Linked DNA regions of Mus musculus: region 1 is linked to region 2. Evidence: chromatin contacts called from public HiChIP or PLAC-seq data. All regions are on one chromosome and are shown on one strand. The core of a region is the stretch at or near the end of the contact, and the rest is flanking DNA. Distances in the headings are between cores, read along the strand shown.

Region 1 (4,738 bases), core at 1,720-4,219, 360 kb after region 2:
CCAAGGGAATAAGGCAGGCATCGATTGAGCAGTACATACATGTTCTCCTTTGGCCTTCACACATGCATACACAACACACACACACATACACACATTCTCTCTCTCTCTCTCTCTCTCTCTCTCTCTCTCTCGTTGGGGTGCGTGATAGAGATTGACATAAGGTTCGTCTTTCTGGGAAAGAATAGATAGTAAGTAGGCAGGATTCCTGTTCTGGACATGACAAATCAGGACTGCAGTAGGAAGCCAGGTCCTGACAGAGGCCGGAAGGGCCAGTTGAACAGGCTCTGAGTGGGAGGAACTCTGTGCAGATGTGCAATGAAAGTATCTGCTAGCTAGCCAGAACTGGCATGGCAAAGCCAACTGACTGGGTGATACACGCAGCAGAACTGCACAGCTTGGCGGCTAGTGATGGTACAGGCACAGTGGCTGCTTGCTGCCTTTGAGGCTTCTCATCTTGGCTAATCGATGGCTGCCTTCTCTGGGTTGTCACATGGTCATTGCACGTGTGTGTCTGTGTCTGATCATACACATGTGTGATTGTCCTACCTCTTTAGTCATGTTGGATGAGTGTCTGCCCAGTATGGCATCTCTTTAATTGCTTCTTTTTAAAAAAAATTGATTTAATGTATATGAGTACACTGTAGCTGTCTTCAGACACACCAGAAGAGGGCATCTGATCCCATTGCAGATGGTTGGAACCACCATGTAGTTGCTGGAAATTGAACTCAGGACCTCTGAAAGAGAAGTCAGTGTTCTTAACCACTGAACCATCTCTCCAGCCCCCCCCCTTTTAAATTTATTTATTATATGTAAGTACACTGTAGCTGTCTTCAGACACTCCAGAAAAGGGAGTCAGATCTTATTACAGATGGTTGTGAGCCACCATGTGGTTGCTGGGGTTTGAACTCCGGACCTTCAGAAGAGCAGTCGGGTGCTCTTACCCACTGAGCCATCTCACCAGCCCCCTCTCCAGCCCCTTTAATTGCTTCTTTAAAGACCCTGTCTCTAAATATGCTCACACTCTGAGTCACTAGGGCTTGGAACTTAAGGATGTGAATTTGGTGGGGGAGGGGGACACAGCCTGCAACAGAGGGGAAGTTGGATTTGGAGGTGACCCTGCTCTCAAGATAAGTCAGGCAAGAGGATCTGATGACCTTAAGTCAGAAGGAGACACAGCCATGGCTGGGGACAGTGCTGGCTTCTTCATTATACATAGTGTGATTGTCATTTTCTCTGGCTGTCCTCAGCAATCTCAGAGTCTCCAAGGGTGTCACGGAGAGAGTTCAGAAGACTGGTGGAAAACAAGTGTTACCTGCTTAGGTGCTACTCCTCCTCCTCACCCTGATGCGTTTTCAGTGTGCACCCCCAGGCACCGGAATATTATAATCAGGGCCTGGCTTATGTTTAACAATTCAACTTCCTGGAATCATCTTTTTACTACGAATTCTTATTTATTTTATTTCTAAACTTCTTCCATGTCTCCAGTCTTAATTTCTTTTTATTGATTTTTATTTTTTTTATGTATGGAATGGTCTAGAAATTACTCTACAGTATAGGCAAACCAACTCACTCTCCTCCTGACCCAGCCTCTTGAATGTAGTATGTGTCACCACACCAGGTCTGATCCTAATATTTGTAAGCCGTTCTCTTTTTAAAGGAACATTTTTAATTAATTTATTTATGATTGATTTGTTGTACACAACACAGTACTCCTATGGAGTTCAGAGAGCAACTTTTGGGAGTTAGGTGGTTTTTTTCATTTTCATTTTCTTTTCTTTTCTTTCTTTCTTTTTTTTTTTAACCACGTGGGACCTGGGAATTGAACTGTGGTTGTCAGTCTCAAGTGCCCACTGAGCTATCTCTCCAGCCGTTTATAAGCTATTCTAAAATATTATAACCAGGAGGTGGAGAGATAGCTCAATGGCTAAGAGCACTGACTGCTCTTCCAGAGGTCCTGAGTTCAATTCCCAGCAACCACATGACAGCATAAATATGAGTCAGATGGGTTGGGGTAAGGTTTTCTCTGTGTAGTTCTGACTGTGTAGTTCTTGCTCTGAAAACCATGCTAGCCTCGAACTCAGAGATCCAACTGCCTTTGCCTCCGCATGCTGAGATGCTGGGATTAAAGGAGTGTGATACCCGGCCTGGGATAATTAGTGGTTTTGCCCTGGAATAATGCACGGTTCTGAAAGATTCTAAGAGTGTTTGTGGAGCGTGATTTGCTATGAGATCTGTGGGCAGGTTGGAGGCGAGAGAACAAGTGTGAGACAATAAATATGGCGTGGCTTCACATACATGTTTATTTAAATGTCTTTCAGGTTCTACATCACTCTTTCTTCCCTCATGCTCTTGACGCAGAGAGTCACATCCCTCTCACTGGACATTTGTGAAGGGAAGGTGGAGGCCCCGAGGCGGGGCATCAGGAGCAAGAGTTCTTTCTCTGAGCACCTGTGGGATGCTCTACCTCATTTCAGCTACTTGCTCTTTTTCCCTGCTCTCCTGGGAGGCTCCCTGTGTTCCTTCCGGAGGTTTCAGGCTTGCGTTCAAAGATCAAGCTCTTTGTATCCGAGTATCTCTTTTCGGGCTCTGACCTGGAGGGGTCTGCAGATTCTCGGGCTGGAGTGCCTCAAGGTGGCGCTGAGGAGCGCGGTGAGTGCTGGAGCTGGACTGGATGACTGCCAGCGGCTGGAGTGCATCTACCTCATGTGGTCCACAGCCTGGCTCTTTAAACTCACCTATTACTCCCATTGGATCCTGGACGACTCTCTCCTCCACGCGGCGGGCTTTGGCGCTGAGGCTGGCCAGGGGCCTGGAGAGGAGGGATACGTCCCCGACGTGGACATTTGGACCCTGGAAACTACCCACAGGATCTCCCTGTTCGCCAGGCAGTGGAACCGAAGCACAGCTCTGTGGCTCAGGAGGCTCGTCTTCCGGAAGAGCCGGCGCTGGCCCCTGCTGCAGACATTTGCCTTCTCTGCCTGGTGGCACGGGCTCCACCCAGGTCAGGTGTTCGGCTTCCTGTGCTGGTCTGTAATGGTGAAAGCCGATTATCTGATTCACACTTTTGCCAACGTATGTATCAGATCCTGGCCCCTGCGGCTGCTTTATAGAGCCCTCACTTGGGCTCATACCCAACTCATCATTGCCTACATCATGCTGGCGGTGGAGGGCCGGAGCCTTTCCTCTCTCTGCCAACTGTGCTGTTCTTACAACAGTCTCTTCCCTGTGATGTACGGTCTTTTGCTTTTTCTGTTAGCGGAGAGAAAAGACAAACGTAACTGAAATCTTTCCCTGCCCTTCATCTCACCTAGCCATTAAATACTGCTTAGGAAATGCCAGAAGATGCCTTGATGAATAATGTATTTAAAACTATTCATAGTGAAAGTTTTTAAGTATTGGATGGATAAACCTGATGGCTGGCCACAGAGATGTGTTTCTCTTCTGTGGTGGTTTGAATAGTAATGGCTCCCATATGTTTATATATTTAAATGCTTAGAGGGTGACACTACTTGAAAGGACTAGGAGGTGTGGCTTCATCGGAGGAAGTGTGTCACTAGGCTTTGAAGTTTCAAAAGCCCAGTCCTAGTTTAGCGTCTTTCCCTGTAGCTTGCCGATCTGGATATAGAACTCTTAGCTCCTCCAGCACCATGTCTGCCTGCATGCCGCCATGCTTCCTGCCATGATGATAATGGACTAAACCCCTGGAATTATAAGTCAGCCCCAATTAAATGATTTCCTTTATAAAAGTTTCTGTGGCCGTGGTGTCTCATTACAGCAGGGGAACAGTAATTAAGACTTGTGCATTAACAAGCTATTCTATTGTTACTGAGGTACAAATTGGAGAAGCACAGGGACTTCTCTAGATGTGGAAGTGAGGTTGAAATGAGCCTGGATATAAAAACATCAGGTGTGAGTAGAGGGCGTGATTCAGTGAGTGTCTGCCCAGCAGATGGGAGGGCTGGGGTTTGAGCCTCACTACCAGATTTAAAAAACAAAACCAAAACATCAAACTACTGTGAACCGCATGAAGATGTTATATGCACAGAAATTAAATGCTTAGTACCCATTGGGCCCAGTTGATTCTGGGATGTGAAGTATTGCAATCTGGTATGAATGACTTCTTATTGCCATAATGAAATGTTAGAGACAGGCAGACTTATGAAGGAAAGGATGTTTATTTAGGTCTCAGAGTTAGAAGTGCAAAGTCTGATGGTTTGGCTTCTGTTGATCCCTGATGGTGGATGCTGTCACATCATAGCAGAAGTGCGAACAGGGACAATGGCTCAAATCTTGGAGTAAACCAGAGAGCTGTCTGGACCAATATTATTTTCTTTAACACTCCTCTTAGGAAAAATACATCTCATGAAAACTATCTTCAACTCTTTGAGTGACAGGACTCCATTGGGGGTCCATCTCTTAAAGGTTTTGCTGTCTGTCAACACTGCCACCCTGGGGACCAGGCCTCCAACACACATACCTCTAGGAAACATTCAACCCTAATAAGTCAGGCAAGGTGGCACAACACTGAAATCCCAGGACTCTGGAATCCTAGACAGGAAAATCTGCAAGTCTGAGGCTGGTGGCTACTACATAGCCTTTGACCTTGCAGAGGGTCAAACAGAGACTCAGACCAGAAAACAAAAAGTATGCCTGACAGGAAGCAAAACTGACAAACTCAACCATGCTATAACAAACTAGATACTCAGCCCTTGCCATAGCTTGAAAAATTTAGTCTATG
Region 2 (5,053 bases), core at 394-2,893:
ATACCTCAGCTTTGCTGGGCAGGCACTCCCACTGAGTTCTGTGTCCAAGCCTCTAGCGTATTCTTCTCATCTCTGTTTCAGCATCTCTTTCTCTTTGTCCAGCATGAGTATGTCTTAGTTCATTCAACCTTTCCTGGGCACCTTTGACGTAGCCACATATTCTCAGTCACAGCTTTTCGTGTGAAGCTTGTTCTGCAGCATGTCTGCTCTGGAAGACGTTTGAGTCGAGGTCAGTTGTTGACAGAAAAGAGGTTGGAATAACCCACCAGCCCACTGAAAACTTCTCAGGAGCAGTTTGTGGAGCCATTTCAGGAATATTATTTGTTTAGCAGTAGTTAGACCATATATTCTTTTTTTCTTTTTTTAGATTTATGTATTATGTATACAACATTCTGCCTGCATATATAGCCACAGGCCAGAAGAGGGCACCAGATCACATTAGAGATGCTTGTCAGCCACCATGTGGTTACTGGGAATTGAACTCAAGACCTTAGAAGAGCAACCAGTGCTCTTAACCTTGAAGCTATCTCTCCAGCCCCTAGCCATGTATTCTTATAATCTTCCCGCTAAGCTATTAATATTTCCTGTCTCTAATGTGATTTTTCTAAGAATATTGCTCCTTAGCTTTCTTAGCCATTTTCTGTTTTGTTTGTCTTTTTCTCGCACTTATTTAATATTGCATCTAGTTTAGTTTGTCATTTTATATATCCTTTGTTGGTCTAAAGTCTTATTGTTTGGCTGACAGAGACAAATGGGAGTCTTTATTCCCTCACCTCCCCAGATTAGATAAGTAATGTATATGATGGTATACATGTGGTAAAGTTTCACATACTAAGGAACAAATTTTGTTAGTAGCTTATTCTTCTAGTTTGATCTCTGCACTACAAGTATTCTCTAATGATGTATAGTCTCTTCACAGCACGTGATAAATAGATGCTACAGTGTTTGCCAGTGCTACAGTAAGTGTCTTGTATGGTGGACAAGGTATATTGGTGAAGATACTGGAGAGGTAGACTGAGAAAAATAGTTTTGCTTCTTTTAAGATCTTTGTTGTTGCTTACTTATTCAATATATTATGAAATGTTTTCCTAGATTTCTTAATACTGAACCATGGTCAACACTCCTGCAGTTAGACTAACCTTTGGTGTCAGATATTTGGTCTCCATCTCTGTCTCATTTGAATTCAACCTGGATCAAGAGCAGTATGCACTCTAAATGATAGAAACATTTCTCCGGACCCATTGCTCAGATTTCTACTTCAGATCTGTCACGTCTAGGTTCTTTCCTGCTCACCTTGCCTTCTGTTGTTTTGTTAGAGTATTAGGTTCCTTGCATACTTGAAAGAGTTCCGTAAGATATACTGGATTGGTTGCCTTCTCGTTGACGGGATTGTTAGTGTCTTCTTTAACTGTATTTATTTTATTTATTTTTCTAATTTTCTGTTTTATGTGTCAGCCACACTAAATGTGCTTTCTTTCAAAATAATTTATTTACAAATTACATCTTTAATTGTCGCATCCACCCAACACCACGTCGACCTTCTTCAAGCAGGTTTATTCAGAACACTTAGCATTGCAATGCAGGAACAACAATCCCCTCTAACAACCCCGGGGCGCGCCTTAAATACCCTACTGACTCCTCCCAGTCACCCCAGTCACGTAACGGCAGTCCATTGGTTCACGCGAGCTGACGAGGCATGGCATCTGCGCTGTGCAGGCGGCTGGGATGTGGCTATGTCTGAGGTAATGAGAAAGTCAGGTGTAGGTCATAAGACCTGGCAGCTGTCGGGGTGCCATCTTGGGGCAGCGGCGGTAGCCGCTACACCCGCTCCTTACATTTAATGGCAACAGATTTGCAGAAGATGGCTTCTAGAACCTTTTTAATTTTCTCTGTTATTCTGCTTCTTAATTGCCAACTTTTTATACTTGGTATGGCTTCCTCAATTCTTTGTCAAACTATTATTTGACTTTTATTGCTTCTTGTTGTTTTACTTTAACAACATATAATCTGTCAGATCACTTGCTACCTGTTAAAAATTTGACTATTTACTCTGAACAATGATTAATCAGACATTGAAGTTTCACACAGTTTTAATAGTTGTTGATTTCCTTCAGTACTTGTGTAATTGATGTGTTATATATTTTCATGCAGTTTTAAACCTGTGCATGTTCTTGAATGATAATAGCTTAAGGATTATGTTCATACTCATACAGTGTTCCTCTCAGTTGCATTGTGTTATTTTACTGCTGTCCAGTTCTTAGATTTTATCTATCTGTAGCTCAGCTCACTTGTCATAACTCTTTCCCCTTTATATGCTGGACACCTTTTTTTGCCTGGCTTTTACTTTCACTTGTATCTTCTTGTTTGAGACATTTCTATTGTGGGTGGCTATGGTTCTCCTTAGCTTTTTTTAAAAAATTAATTTATTTATTATATGTGAGTACACTGTACCTGACTTCAGACACACCAGAAGAGGACGTCAGATCTCATTATGGATGGTTGTGTGCCACCATGTGGTTTCTGGGATTTGAACTCAGGACCTTCGGAAGAGGAGTCAGTGCTCTTACCCACTGAGCCATGTCTCCAGCCCCTATCCTTAACTTTTAAGACAATTTTATGTGTATGGATATTTTGCCTAGATATATATCTGTTCACCAAGTGCCTGCCTGGTGCTGGAGGAGGCCAGAAGAGGGAGTTGGATACCCTGTAAACCACCATGTGGGTGCTGGGAATTGAACCTAAGTCTTCTCAAAGAGCAGCTAGTATTCTCAACCACCTCCTGTCTCTTCAGCCCCTCTTTAAGATTTTTAATCAGTTCTAGTGCCATTTTATATTTGTCTTTTATGGGCATCCTACCCTTCCTTTATTTTGAAAACTGTACAATTTTTTTTCTCTTACTCTCTACCAAACTTTTTTGGTTTTCTCTGTAGCCCTGGCTGTCCTGGGACTCACTTTGTAGACCAGGCTGGCTGGCCTCGAACTCAGAAATCTACCTGCTTCTGCCTCCCAGGTGCTGGGATTAAAGGTGTGCACCACCACGCCTGGCCCAACTTTTTTTTTTGATACAAGCATCTCACAGTGCTATTCTGGTCGTGTAGCCTCACTCTATCCCTGGCTTTGTAGATCAGGCTGGACTTAAAGCTTCCTAAAGTGCTGGGATAAAAGGTATATGCCATCACACCAGGCTTTCTACAAACTTTTCTGTTTTTGACAGGTTCTGGGTTTTTGCTTTAGTCTCTGAATGCTTATTTGTAAACCTACTAAATAATTTGTTCTGTGTGCTGTAGTCATTAATTGAAGGCATTGCACTAAGGGGTTTATTCATTTCTTCTTAACATTTGTTTATCTACTGTGTGGCAACGTGCCCTCCGTGGCACACATGTGGAGGACTGCTTGTAGGGGTCAGTTCTCTGCTTCACACATGTGGGTCCTCACAGCTGAACTCAGGCAATCAGGCTTGGGGTACAGTGTGCCATCTCACCAGCCCTGAAGCTTACATTCTGAAGAAGACGATACACATCTAAAAATTTTACACAGTCCGTACACTAGCAAAGACATAAGTGTTTTGCCATGCTTGTTTAAGGGGGAAGGTGGGTGGAGTTCATAGGTGATCTCTGTGAAAATAGATGAGGTCAGCTGAAACCGGAGCCACATGCAGGCAGCCAGGAGCATGTCCGTGTGTCTGATGGTGCAGAGACACCTGCTGGGTCTCGTCTAATGATGTTTGCTTAATCAGATTTAGTAAATTGTCTTTTTATGACAGCCATTTTGTTACTCTTATTCATCTGAAATTTAAATAAACATATAAGCTTTTTAAAAAATATTTTTAATTTAATTTAATTTTATTTTATTTTATTTTTTTTTTAAAGATTTATTTATTCATTATATGTAAGTACACTGTAGCTGTCCTCAGACACTCCAGAAGAGGGCGTCAGATCCTGTTACGGATGGTTGTGAGCCACCATGTGGTTGCTGGGATTTGAACTCCTGACCTTTGGAAGAGCAGTCGGGTGCTCTTACCCACTGAGCCATCTCACCAGCCCTATTTTTAATTTTATGTGTGTGGGTGTTTTGTCTTTATCACATATCTGCATGTTTCCTGTGGAGACTAGAAGGTGGCTTTGGGTTTCCTCGCACTGGAGTCTCAGCTATGAGCTGCCGTGTGGGTGCTGGGAATCAAACTTTAGTCTTCTGGAAGAGCAGTCACTGCTCCTAACTACTGAGTCATCTCTTGAGCTCCAGTATAAACTTCTAATATATAATTAGTTTAAAAGTCAGTAGAATACCCTAAATGCAATGTAAATGATTATATTTAACTTTTTTCTTTAAATATTAATAAGTAATCAGGCATAGTTAATGCCTGCAACAAAATATAAATGAAATAACTGTCAACTTAAATGTGGAGTCACCATGACTCCACATATATGATACCTGATAGCTATAGGTAACCAGTAGATGTTTGATGCCTGGGCGGCATATGTGCTGTAACTTGTGATTTCCTTCAGCCGTTCACAATTCTTGGTCAAGTTCTAGAAGGTGAAAAGTGTACCTTTTCTGTGATTTACAATAGCAAGCTATTCTATATACAGTATACAACGTAGAAAATGAAGAATTAAAACAACACAAAATAGTTGTGAACAGTATTGTATTATAAACTCCATTTAATATAAACTGATATTTTTCAGTAATTAATACCTTCCAGGAAAGATGATGGGAGCAGAATTTTCAACTTTGGTAGCATTAACATTTGAGGCTAAAATTTTTGTTGTTGTTGTTGTAGAGGGTTGTTCAGTGCAATATAGAACCTTTATCAGCATTTCTGGCTGGTTTAACTGTCAGAGACACAGCTTCCCCATGGTGTGAGGCCATAGCTGCCTCTGTATATTACCAAATGTTCCTTGGGGGACAGACTGTTCTGCGTGAAGAGTGGGTTAAAGATTCAGTTAATATTTATAAAAAAGAAAATGGATTGAGATATGTTCATGGGTTCAATTATTTAGTACACTCAGTGAATATCGTTTTTTTTGACCTTATAGGCAGTGATGTGAGAACC

What was found. HiChIP or PLAC-seq counts read pairs in DNA pulled down with a chosen protein or histone mark.
Region 1: a contact with region 2 is called in an H3K27ac HiChIP or PLAC-seq map of embryonic stem cells, with 5 read pairs. The contact joins two enhancer-like sites. A contact is called at or near these places in 10 of 39 promoter capture datasets (3T3-L1-derived adipocytes, the C10 cell line, the HPC-7 cell line and 7 more), 2 of 115 datasets of contacts at active chromatin or transcription factors (bone marrow-derived macrophages and embryonic stem cells) and 3 of 9 other capture datasets (adipose tissue, liver and pancreatic islet).

What each region holds. Positions count from the first base shown.
Region 1 is chr8:34,121,437-34,126,174 of GRCm38.p6, forward strand. Mboat4 (membrane bound O-acyltransferase domain containing 4) reads left to right here. Exons shown (of 3, transcript NM_001126314.2): 3 at 2,319-3,749. The coding sequence ends at 3,282. Among named protein-coding and RNA genes, the nearest start is that of Gm39158, 3.0 kb to the left of the region's middle. Within about 2 kb of position 2,970, at least 108 of the 459 cell types and tissues checked have an H3K27ac peak or open chromatin away from gene starts, as enhancers often do. A contact at or near this core is called in embryonic stem cells, where this site is marked.
Region 2 is chr8:33,763,103-33,768,155 of GRCm38.p6, forward strand. The region is part of intron 6 of Gtf2e2 (general transcription factor II E, polypeptide 2 (beta subunit)); the gene reads left to right. Among named protein-coding and RNA genes, the nearest start is that of Smim18, 18 kb to the left of the region's middle. Within about 2 kb of position 1,644, at least 4 of the 459 cell types and tissues checked have an H3K27ac peak or open chromatin away from gene starts, as enhancers often do. A contact at or near this core is called in embryonic stem cells, where this site is marked.